3 separate regions of the Mus musculus genome follow, and all the other regions are linked to region 3. A link is a contact called in public Hi-C and Micro-C data. All regions are on one chromosome and are shown on one strand. Each heading gives the region's core, a stretch centred on a gene start, on an enhancer-like site or on the middle of the called end of the contact. The rest is flanking DNA. Distances are from core to core; before and after follow the strand shown.

Evidence for each region. Hi-C and Micro-C count contacts between places; a contact is called where the count stands out from the background.
Region 1: a contact with region 3 is called in a Micro-C map of embryonic stem cells, with 6 times the contacts expected there. The contact joins the promoter of Sash1 here to the promoter of Ust in region 3. A contact is called at or near these places in 3 of 484 Hi-C or Micro-C datasets (all in embryonic stem cells) and 1 of 115 datasets of contacts at active chromatin or transcription factors (extraembryonic endoderm stem cells).
Region 2: a Hi-C map of CD8 T cells shows a contact between it and region 3, with 2.4 times the contacts expected there. The contact joins the enhancer-like site here to the promoter of Ust in region 3. A contact is called at or near these places in 1 of 484 Hi-C or Micro-C datasets (CD8 T cells) and 3 of 115 datasets of contacts at active chromatin or transcription factors (astrocytes, large pre-B cells and microglia).

What each region holds. Positions count from the first base shown.
Region 1 is chr10:8,884,671-8,887,757 of GRCm38.p6, reverse strand. It overlaps Sash1 (SAM and SH3 domain containing 1), which reads left to right and starts at 1,688. Exons shown (of 20, transcript NM_175155.4): 1 at 1,688-2,034. The coding sequence starts at 1,900.
Region 2 is chr10:8,064,384-8,067,479 of GRCm38.p6, reverse strand. No RefSeq gene overlaps it. Among named protein-coding and RNA genes, the nearest start is that of Gm30820, 86 kb to the right of the region's middle. Within about 2 kb of position 1,554, at least 102 of the 459 cell types and tissues checked have an H3K27ac peak or open chromatin away from gene starts, as enhancers often do. A contact at or near this core is called in CD8 T cells and microglia, where this site is marked.
Region 3 is chr10:8,517,556-8,520,401 of GRCm38.p6, reverse strand. It overlaps Ust (uronyl-2-sulfotransferase), which reads left to right and starts at 1,577. Exons shown (of 8, transcript NM_177387.3): 1 at 1,577-2,252. The coding sequence starts at 2,003.

The sequences.
Region 1 (3,087 bases), core at 439-2,938, 370 kb before region 3:
GGCTAGGGCCAGGCAAAGGGGACTGAGGGATTCTGGAAAAATCTAGAGGCCAGGTCCACTTTGAAATGTTAAATGGGCACCTAGTTCACTCCTCCCAGCCCTGAATCCCAACATCTGGAACTGCATTAGCCCAGAGAAACTTCTGGCCTGGCTCCACTGATTCAGACTCTAGGGCTCTTCTTCAGTTACTACACTACACCACACACACACACACACACACACACACACACACACACACACACTACCCTCCCAACCAAAAAAGTTTGAGAAGGGGTGGTAAAATCTTGTGTGTGTACATTCACTTATACACATACCTGTGGACGGCAGAGTGATGTCAGGTGTCTTTCTCTACCATACACCACCTTATTTTTTGAGACATGATCAATCTCTCCATGAACCTGGAGCTTACCAGCTGTCTGGAATGGCAGCCACTAAAGCCACGAAAATCCCGATGTCTCTACTTCCCAGCCTTATAGGCCCATACTGCTATGCTAGGGTTTTACTTCTTTTTACGTTTTGACATTGTGGGTGAGAGCTATTCACCCATTACTTAGACTGCTGTTCTCAATGTATGAAAGCTGAGAAAGAGATGAAGACACTTCAGAAGTAATTGTTCTATCCGGGGGACCCTCACTTCATCCCCTCTCCACTCCACCTCCTTAATAAGGGGCAGATTCCGTGGGTTTCTTTAGTTTCACAAAGTGAGCAGCCACAAAATCAAATAGGATAGGCACTGTCATCTCTTAGAAAAAATTTTTTGATTGGTTTTTAAAAGGAGGAGGAGGGGGAGAAGAGGGAAAAAGGACCTCTTCAGGGATATTTCCCTCTGGCATTTTCACTTGATTAACATATCGAGGCCTGAACTGTGCATGGGCTTAGCGGCCATAAAATTAACTTTTATTTTGAACATACCCCTTGCCTGTTTCTTCCACGTAAAACAAAACAAAACAAAACAAAACAAAACAAAACAAAACAAAACAAAACAAAACACACCCTTACAGCTCAGAGAGGGTCTCATTTAAGTATCCGAAAACCCTAGAAGTGCACAGCACTGCGGCCACTCGGGAGCCGAAACGCCCGGACTTACGACCCAAACAATGGCTCGTGACCAGGCGAGCTTTGTCACACTTTGTTTTCCAAGAAGCCTGACAGACAGGACTGTAATTCCAGGGGTTGTCACCATACGGACTCCTCTTAAACTCGAACTCAGCGAGCGGCTTAAAGATTAACTTTCTGCAGTTTCAGTGGCGGAAGGCGCGGGTGAATGGCGCGATTGGGGACTTGTGCAGGGCCCCGGGCCCGTGGCGCGGTGGCGCTTTCAAAAGGCGATTTGTTGGCCAGGCTGAGGCTCATTTCCATGCAAAGCGCCTGACATCAGAGCACCTTTTGTTGCTAAACGCTTTCTTGAGCCTGGAGGGGAGGGAGTCATGTGGAGTTGGAAGAGCTCATTCTAAAGAGAGGGGTCCAGGACTAATTAGCCCGGGTCCACAGGCGTCACTGTCCCCTGCCCAGCCCTGCACAAACTCTCCAGTAGAGGCGAGTGGTGTGCCACCCGGAGCCGGTCCCCGAAGCAGGACGCAGCACCCGTGCGGTGTGGCTCTTGTCTCCCTGGTCCCGTGAACTCCCCGCCGCAGCCAGTGTTGTGGACTCTGCTCCAGCTACCCTGTTGCTGCGCGGGGCCGGGCTAGGAAAAGTTTCTGGAGTTGTCAATCGCGGTCGCCCGGGATCGAGGTGCCAGTCCTGGCAGTGGTGCTCGTACCCAGCGGAGCCTGGGGCATGCGACGCGGGGGCGCGGCCCGGTGACGCCGCGGGCGGGGAACTTGCGCCCCGTCGGCCGACGCGCTGCTGCGAGCGGTGGGCAGCGCGGGGACCCGGACGCGGACGCACGGGGACGCGGCCATGGAGGAGGACGCGGGAGCTGCTAGCCCGGCGCCGGAGCCTGAGCCGGAGGTGGATCCCGCCCGGGAGCTGGAGCCCGAGGCCGGTGTCTCCGAGTCAATCTCCCGCCTCTGGACCGACGTGATGGGCATCCTGGTGAGCTACCTGGGGAGGCAGGCGGGGGAAGCGGGGCTCACCCCTCGCCCACCTATTGGTCACCCTTCTTCTTTCCGCTGTATTCTCTATATAGGGGTTGAAACTGTAATTTAGAAAAACCAAACCAAACCAAACCAACCAAACAAAAAAAAAAAACCCCTACTTGTCGGGTCACATCAGAGACACCTCTTGAACAATCGACTGTAATTAGGGACACCTGCTTAGAAAAGTTGGCGTGGAAAAAGCCAGAAAGAGTAGATGTAAATACTACTTGTAAATATTTGGCGAGTGGACTCCTCATGGCCTCTCGGTATTGATGTTTATCCGCACAGGGCTTGTCCTGTGCCCATGAGAGGAAAACAACCGTTTCCTTGTGCAGAACTACCACGGTGTTTACTTGCTCTGCCCTCAGCTCTTCTAGTTTGTAGAATTACAGGATATTTGTTTTATATGTTTGGCGCTGAGAACAATAAGGCATATATTGCTGAATCTGTGCTGATAAGGGGTTTTGAACTGCCGGGCGTGGTGGCGCACGCCTTTAATTCCAGCACCTGGGTGGCAGAGGCAGTCGAATTTCTGAGTTCGAGGCCAGCCTGGTCTACAGAGTGAGTTCCAGGACAGCCAGGACTACACAGAGAAAATCTGTCTCGAAAACAAAACAAAACAATCCCCCAAAAACAAAAACAAAACAAAAACAACAACAAAAAAAACCCAAAATCAAAAACAAAACAAAACAAAACAAACAAACAAAAAAACCCAAAAACCAAAACCAACCAACCAACCAAACCCCCCCAAAAGAGGTTTTGAACTGGCCAGTGGTTAAAACTGCCTATGGATTTATCTTAGTTCTGGAAAGTAGTTCTACTGAGGATGAAATTTTACCTTGGATGGATAGGGTGTTAGCCGTGTCTCTGGTGTTAGCCGTGTCTCTTTAGGAACGATATAGTTTTCTTCATAGTGGTTAAGGTCTTGGGCTTTGGAGCGAGTTAGTCTGGTTCAAATCCCTGCTCCCCAGGGTTTTAGCAGTGCCTCTTTGGGCACGATACAGTGTTT
Region 2 (3,096 bases), core at 305-2,804, 450 kb after region 3:
TAACAGAGATACCTGCACATTCACAATTATTGCTGCACTATCAATAATACCTTAAAATATAGAGCTGGGCTAGCTATCCACACACACACACACACACACACACACACACACACACAAAGTTTATTCAGCCATAAATAAAAGTGAATCACATTTGCAGGAAACAGATGCGACTGGACGTTAAATGAAATAATCCAGGCACAGAAAGACAAATGCTATTGTTTCTTTTCTTCTACCATCTAGACTTCAGTTCTTTGTTTGCTTATCTGTTTACTTATTTCTGTATGTGTGTAGGTCATGAAACTACAAAGGGAGCCATAAAAGCAGAAGAAGAAGTTTTAAGAGGGTGTAGGGAGAGAAGGCTGATAGGAATCTTTATCATGTATACGTGGCAGGAAAGCAGAAGTGGGCCACTGGAGGCCCCAGCAAGAGGAAATGGCACAGAGAAGAGGCATGAGGAATGAGAACAAATAAGAACAAGCATTAAGAAAATGCCAGAGTGGACCCATGTCTGCCCAGTCAACAAATCTTTAAAAAGATGCAGGAAAGTGGAAATTCAAATACCCTAATAACCTATTGTTACTCGGTAGAATGGAAAACTTGAAAAGAGCCATTGGTAAAGCAGAAAGATAAGTCCACTTACATACAGCTATTGAGAAGAGAATCACTATTTTTAAAAATGTGTATATATTTCAATATCTTTGGAAACATAAACATGTGTAAGTTCTGACAGTTAACCAGTATTTGAGATTCAGTCCTGTAAGAAAGGCACCAATACACAAGGTTGAGAATGTTTATTGAAATAGGATGTTCATCATGACACTATTGGATTATGAGAGGAAATGACAGCAATCTATCATTTGGGGGAATGTCTCGATAGGCCTAGTATGTACATACCACAAAATATCATATAAACATTAAAATAAGGACAGAGATAGGGTACTGATCATAAAGGCAGAGAAGAGTTGTTAGCTCTGATTTCATTTTGTCCTGTTAAACTGGGTCACATGGCCACTCTCAGCTGCAAAGGAGGCCCCAGAAAATAAATATTTGCTTGTCCAGTATGAGAAAGATAAGGACAAAGTGGTTGGGACAGGGTACTAGTGTCCTACCTTTTCCTACAGGGACTATGTTGCCTTTTGTTGTTGTTGTTGTTGTTGTTGTTGTTGTTGTTGTTGTTACTACTACTATTATTATTATTGTAATTTCTATCTTGCTTTCTCAAAGAGGAGCATGTGAGATGCGTGCTCCAAGCTATTCTTGAGGGAATGAATAAGAAAGCTTTAAGTGCCTCAAACATCTTATCACGGAAGAATGGCTATGAAGAACACCGGAGGGAAACTGAGTCTAGAGTTCGGTTAAGGAGTCTTGCATGAGTATCAGACCCCTTGCACTGCAGCACTGGTCACTGTCATAGCATGTATACTGGGCTTTGGGAGAGCCTGGCAGCCTGCTACCAATTAGACATTGCTCCCCGAGTGAGCTAAGAGCGTGCACCACACTCCAGCTAGAACCGGAAAGCGGAAGCAGAAGCAACTGTAAGATCTCACAGGAAGCCAAGCTTCTGTTCACTCTGGGAGCCCGGAAGTGGTCTCAGCAGATGGAACCAGTTCTCTGTTTAAGGGTTTCCTGAGGCCAAGTTTGCTAAGAGTTCTCATTTGCAACGTATTATGGGCTTTAAGGTGCAGGCATAGCAGAAGCCAGGCAATTATTGCCATTGCTTTGAAACAACGCATGTATTGTAAAGATTACAACTTCAAATAAAATCAAGCAAATGTTGCCAGTTTAAATGTTAGAAATGAGCAAGATTATCCCACAAAACCAGTACAGGCTGCACGAGCCAGCCAAGAAATAGGTGGATACCTACTGTGCCATCTCAGGTCATGGTATAAAAGGCCTAGCTGAGGAAATCCTGAAGGAGCAGATATGAGTGGAAGATGTCAGAATGAACGTTGGCAAATGGGTTTTCAAGGAAATCATCTTATGCCTATGGAAGCAGGGAGGAAAAGCTACTTAAAACAGATAGAAGCATACATCTTGATGATTTGTTTCCTCTTTTGCTTTTAGGTCTTCAAAATCATGTACTTGACCACCAATGCCCATGTAAGAACGCCATTCAAAATAACAAGTTCTCTGAATCCTTGGAGGGGAGATCATACATCAGAAGGCTGCTTCTGTTTTCCCAATCACACAAGATTATCCAAGTAATAGCTAAATAGCTGGTCCTTTGCCCACAATAAGAAGATAGCTTTTAGCAAAGTTTTGTGGTTCCATGGCTACTTTAAACCTGGGTGGTCTGAAAACCAAATAACCAGTCATTCTATTACTAATTTTTCTCAGTGCTAGTGGGTCACATGCCAGGCAATTTGTACCGGATTTTCCTGCTATTACCTTAAGTTTGCTTGTTGTTGTTTAAGCAGTCTTGGAAGTTCTAGAGCCTCTTAGAACTCGATTAGCTGTGAGGGAGCTGAAGATCCAAGGAACGCTATAAAGAACACTAAATAGCATTGCTCCTATATGCAGAGGCAATGTAATATGCTTAATTCATAATATAACTGCTGAATTTTGTTTATGCTTTATTTTTCTGAGACAGGATCTAGCTTTATAGCCAGGGCTGGTACGGAATTCGCTATATAGCCCAGGCTATTCTCAAAATTGCACCAGTCTTCCAGCCTTTGTTTCACCAGAGCTAGGATGTTAAAGGCTGGTACCCAAGAATAAACTCTTAAGAAAAAGAATCCAGGCATCATTGTAGGCAAGATGCTAAGCCTAAGTGTTTCAGTTAACTTGACAAGTTAGATCAATTGATGAAAAGGAAGTTAAAAGTTACATCCTCAGCAAAGGAAATATGGTTATTTTCTTTGTTTTATATTTGTGGTGCTCAGTCATTGCTGGGCAGGAAGAGGCAGGGATGCTGAACATGATGCATGGATGCAGGATGCAGCATAAGGATGGCAGATTATGGGTTTTGTTGACTCGGTCTGCCTTGGAATGCCACTTAAATGACATAAAAGAGAACATGTCCATGACAGGGCTAGGGCGATGGGCCAGACACTTGGAAGGATTTCAGACAGCAAGTATGTGGGATTGTATTGGGAT
Region 3 (2,846 bases), core at 328-2,827:
ATCATGCATTCTGTCCTCTAATTGTGAATTCTTGCTCCCAGGATCCCATTTCTCAATTTTCTGTGGAATAATCTCTGGATGGATAATGTTTTAAAAGTTTTCAGGAGAACAGTCGTGGAGCTATGAGGCTCTTAACTGCCCCACATCTCCTGATTACTGGACTATTTAGAATGATTTGGGGATCAGAGTTGAGAGGCATCGGAATTGTGTGGCCTGAGCTAAATGCTGTTTTCTAATCCCAGGGAAACCATGAAGAAATCTGCCCAGTGTCATGCTGCAGTGGTTAATATATCTGTCTTGTTCACAGTCCTACCTACCTGCTTATGTCACTAAATGTCACTTCTGTTTCCAACTTAACTCAGCTTGGAAAAGAAAAACATTATTGGAGAACTGTCTCCAACAGATTGTTTTTTTGCTCCTGTCTGGGGAGCATTTTCTTGATTGCTAATTGATGTAGGGGGGCCAGGCCACAGCAGGCAGAGAGCCGTTCCTAAGCAGGTGGCCCTGGACAGTACAAGAAAGACGGCGGAAGGTGAACCTAGAACCCGCGTAAGCACATTTCTCCAGTTTCTGCTCCAGTTCCTGTCTCTAGGTTCCTCCTGCCTCACCTTCCCTCCACAATGGACTGTAACTGGTAAGCCAAACAAATTCTTTTTTTCCTCCATGTTATTTTGGGTCATGATGTTTATCACAGCAACAGAAAAACAATCTAGGACACTGGAATCACAATGTAACTCTTAGGCCATATCACTTGTGTATCTGGTGATTTGTAAAAACAAAAACGATTAAGTGTGTTTGATAGAGCAGCCCTGTTCTCGGATAGGTCTCTGGGAAGCTCCGTGGGCTCTTTCAGTTCTAGAAACTTCCCAGCGGTGGGAAGAGAGATGGTGAAACAGGTCTGTGAAGGCACAGAGCCTTCTCCTTTTATATCTGCTGTAAGGTCTTCCTCCAGTCAGTGGAGTACCCTTGTTTTCAGTGGAGTGCTTGTAAGACGAGGGAGGGCAAGAAAAAAGCGCCCTCTGATTCTGAGCCAAGGGCGTGAGCTATGCCTGGCTCTGCCGAAACCACCCACCTCTTGCCTTTTACCGTCCCGGCTAGGTCTTGAACCCATATCCCAGCACATTTTATATCGGCTTTTGGTAGGTGGGTCGCTTGGGATATAGAAAGAGAATCAAGTTCCCCAAATGAAAAGACAAACGTAGTCAAATCCTCCAAGGCGACTGTTTACGAGAGGGAAGTCAGCGGGCCCCAAGAGGTCGCTGGTAGCGCAGGAACCGAGACCAGATTGTAGAGAATGGAGGAGGAAAAAAAAAAAATCCACGCACCCAAAAACTTTCTTCCTTGTTGCTGATCCTCGGCCCCCTCCTCCCTCCCTGCCCGCCCCAGCAGAAGCCGTAATGTGACACCGAGTCCAGCGTCGAGCCCAGGGTTGGAGAGGGAAGGGAGGGCCGGGGAGGGAGGAGAGCGGGCCGTCTCGCGCCAGAGAGAAAGGGGAGGGGAGGAGAGGCGAGGAGGGAGGGAAGCCCCTGTCAAGGAGGTGGAGCGAGAGGGTGGTGTCCGCCTCCCGATCCTCCCTGCCTTGAGCTAGCCGAGCCTGAACTGGGACCAAACACACCGCCCGCGACCCACACAAAGCCCGGGGGGTCCACGCTGGCGCTGGAGGCGAGCCGGGAGCGAGCCCGGGGCGCGGCGGGACTTGGGGCGCAGGGCTGCTACGGGACGCGGGGCTGCTAGCAGGACGCGCGACCAGGCGTGGGTTGCGATCGCCACCCCCACGGCGGGGCCCGGGACATTTTGGGCCCTTTGGGGCCGCAGCGAGCGGTGGGGACCAAGACGAGCAGAGTACCCTGAGCCCGGCAACTTCGGCCCCTCCCCGCCCCCACCCGGCTGCCCTCAGCGCGTCCCTCTCCATGTGCAGACAGCCGGCTAGGCGCTCCGGCTGGCGGCGGATGGGTGACCTCTTCCTGGCCGGGGCGGGCTGTTCGAGGCGGCGGAGCCGGCGATGAAGAAGAAGCAGCAGCAGCATCCCGGCGGCGGCACGGATCCCTGGCCCCATGGGGCCCCTGTGGGGGGCGCCCCTCCGTGCCTGGGCAGCTGCAAGCGCCGGATCCCGCTGCTGCCTTTCCTGCGCTTCTCCCTCCGGGACTACGGTTTCTGCATGGCTACCCTGCTGGTCTTCTGCCTGGGCTCCCTCTTCTACCAGCTCAGCGGGGGACCCCCTCGCTTCCTGCTCGACCTGCGGCAGTATTTGGGTAGGGAAGGGCTGCGCCAGCCCCGCAAAGTTGGGCACTCGGGGAAAGGGTGATAAGCGGGGAACATCTAAAGCTGTCACGGCCACCACGGTCCCCGAGGCTCCCCAGGTGGGATGCCACTGAGCATCCCTCAGTGAGGCAGCTGGGAGCGCCTGCTTCCTACAGTACTCTGGGCTGCCCGCAGCGACGGGGGACTCCGGGCAGGTGTCCCAAGCCCGGACACCACGTACCTGTCCCCGAATCGCCACTCCAACTGGGGCAGAATAGACATGTGCATGTTTGTGAATATTTGTGTGTATGCTGGCCTGGCGGTGCGTGCACAGTCCTCTCTAGGATGTGGTTAACAACTTACAATCCTGTCCCGTCTGGCTTTTCCCTTCTGAGTTGTGTGGGCTGGTTTAACCCCGCTTTCCAGTCACTTTTAGATATTCTATCCACTGGGTCCCCCGTTTGTGAGTTGGCCCAGGTGATTCCAGTCTTTCCCTAGGTTGGTTTGTTCCTTGGCAGCACCTGCGCACCCCGCGGACTGCAGCGAGAGTGCGGGAGAAATTGGGGCTGTTTCTAGGTGCCAGTCAACTGTGCCGCCTTCGAAAT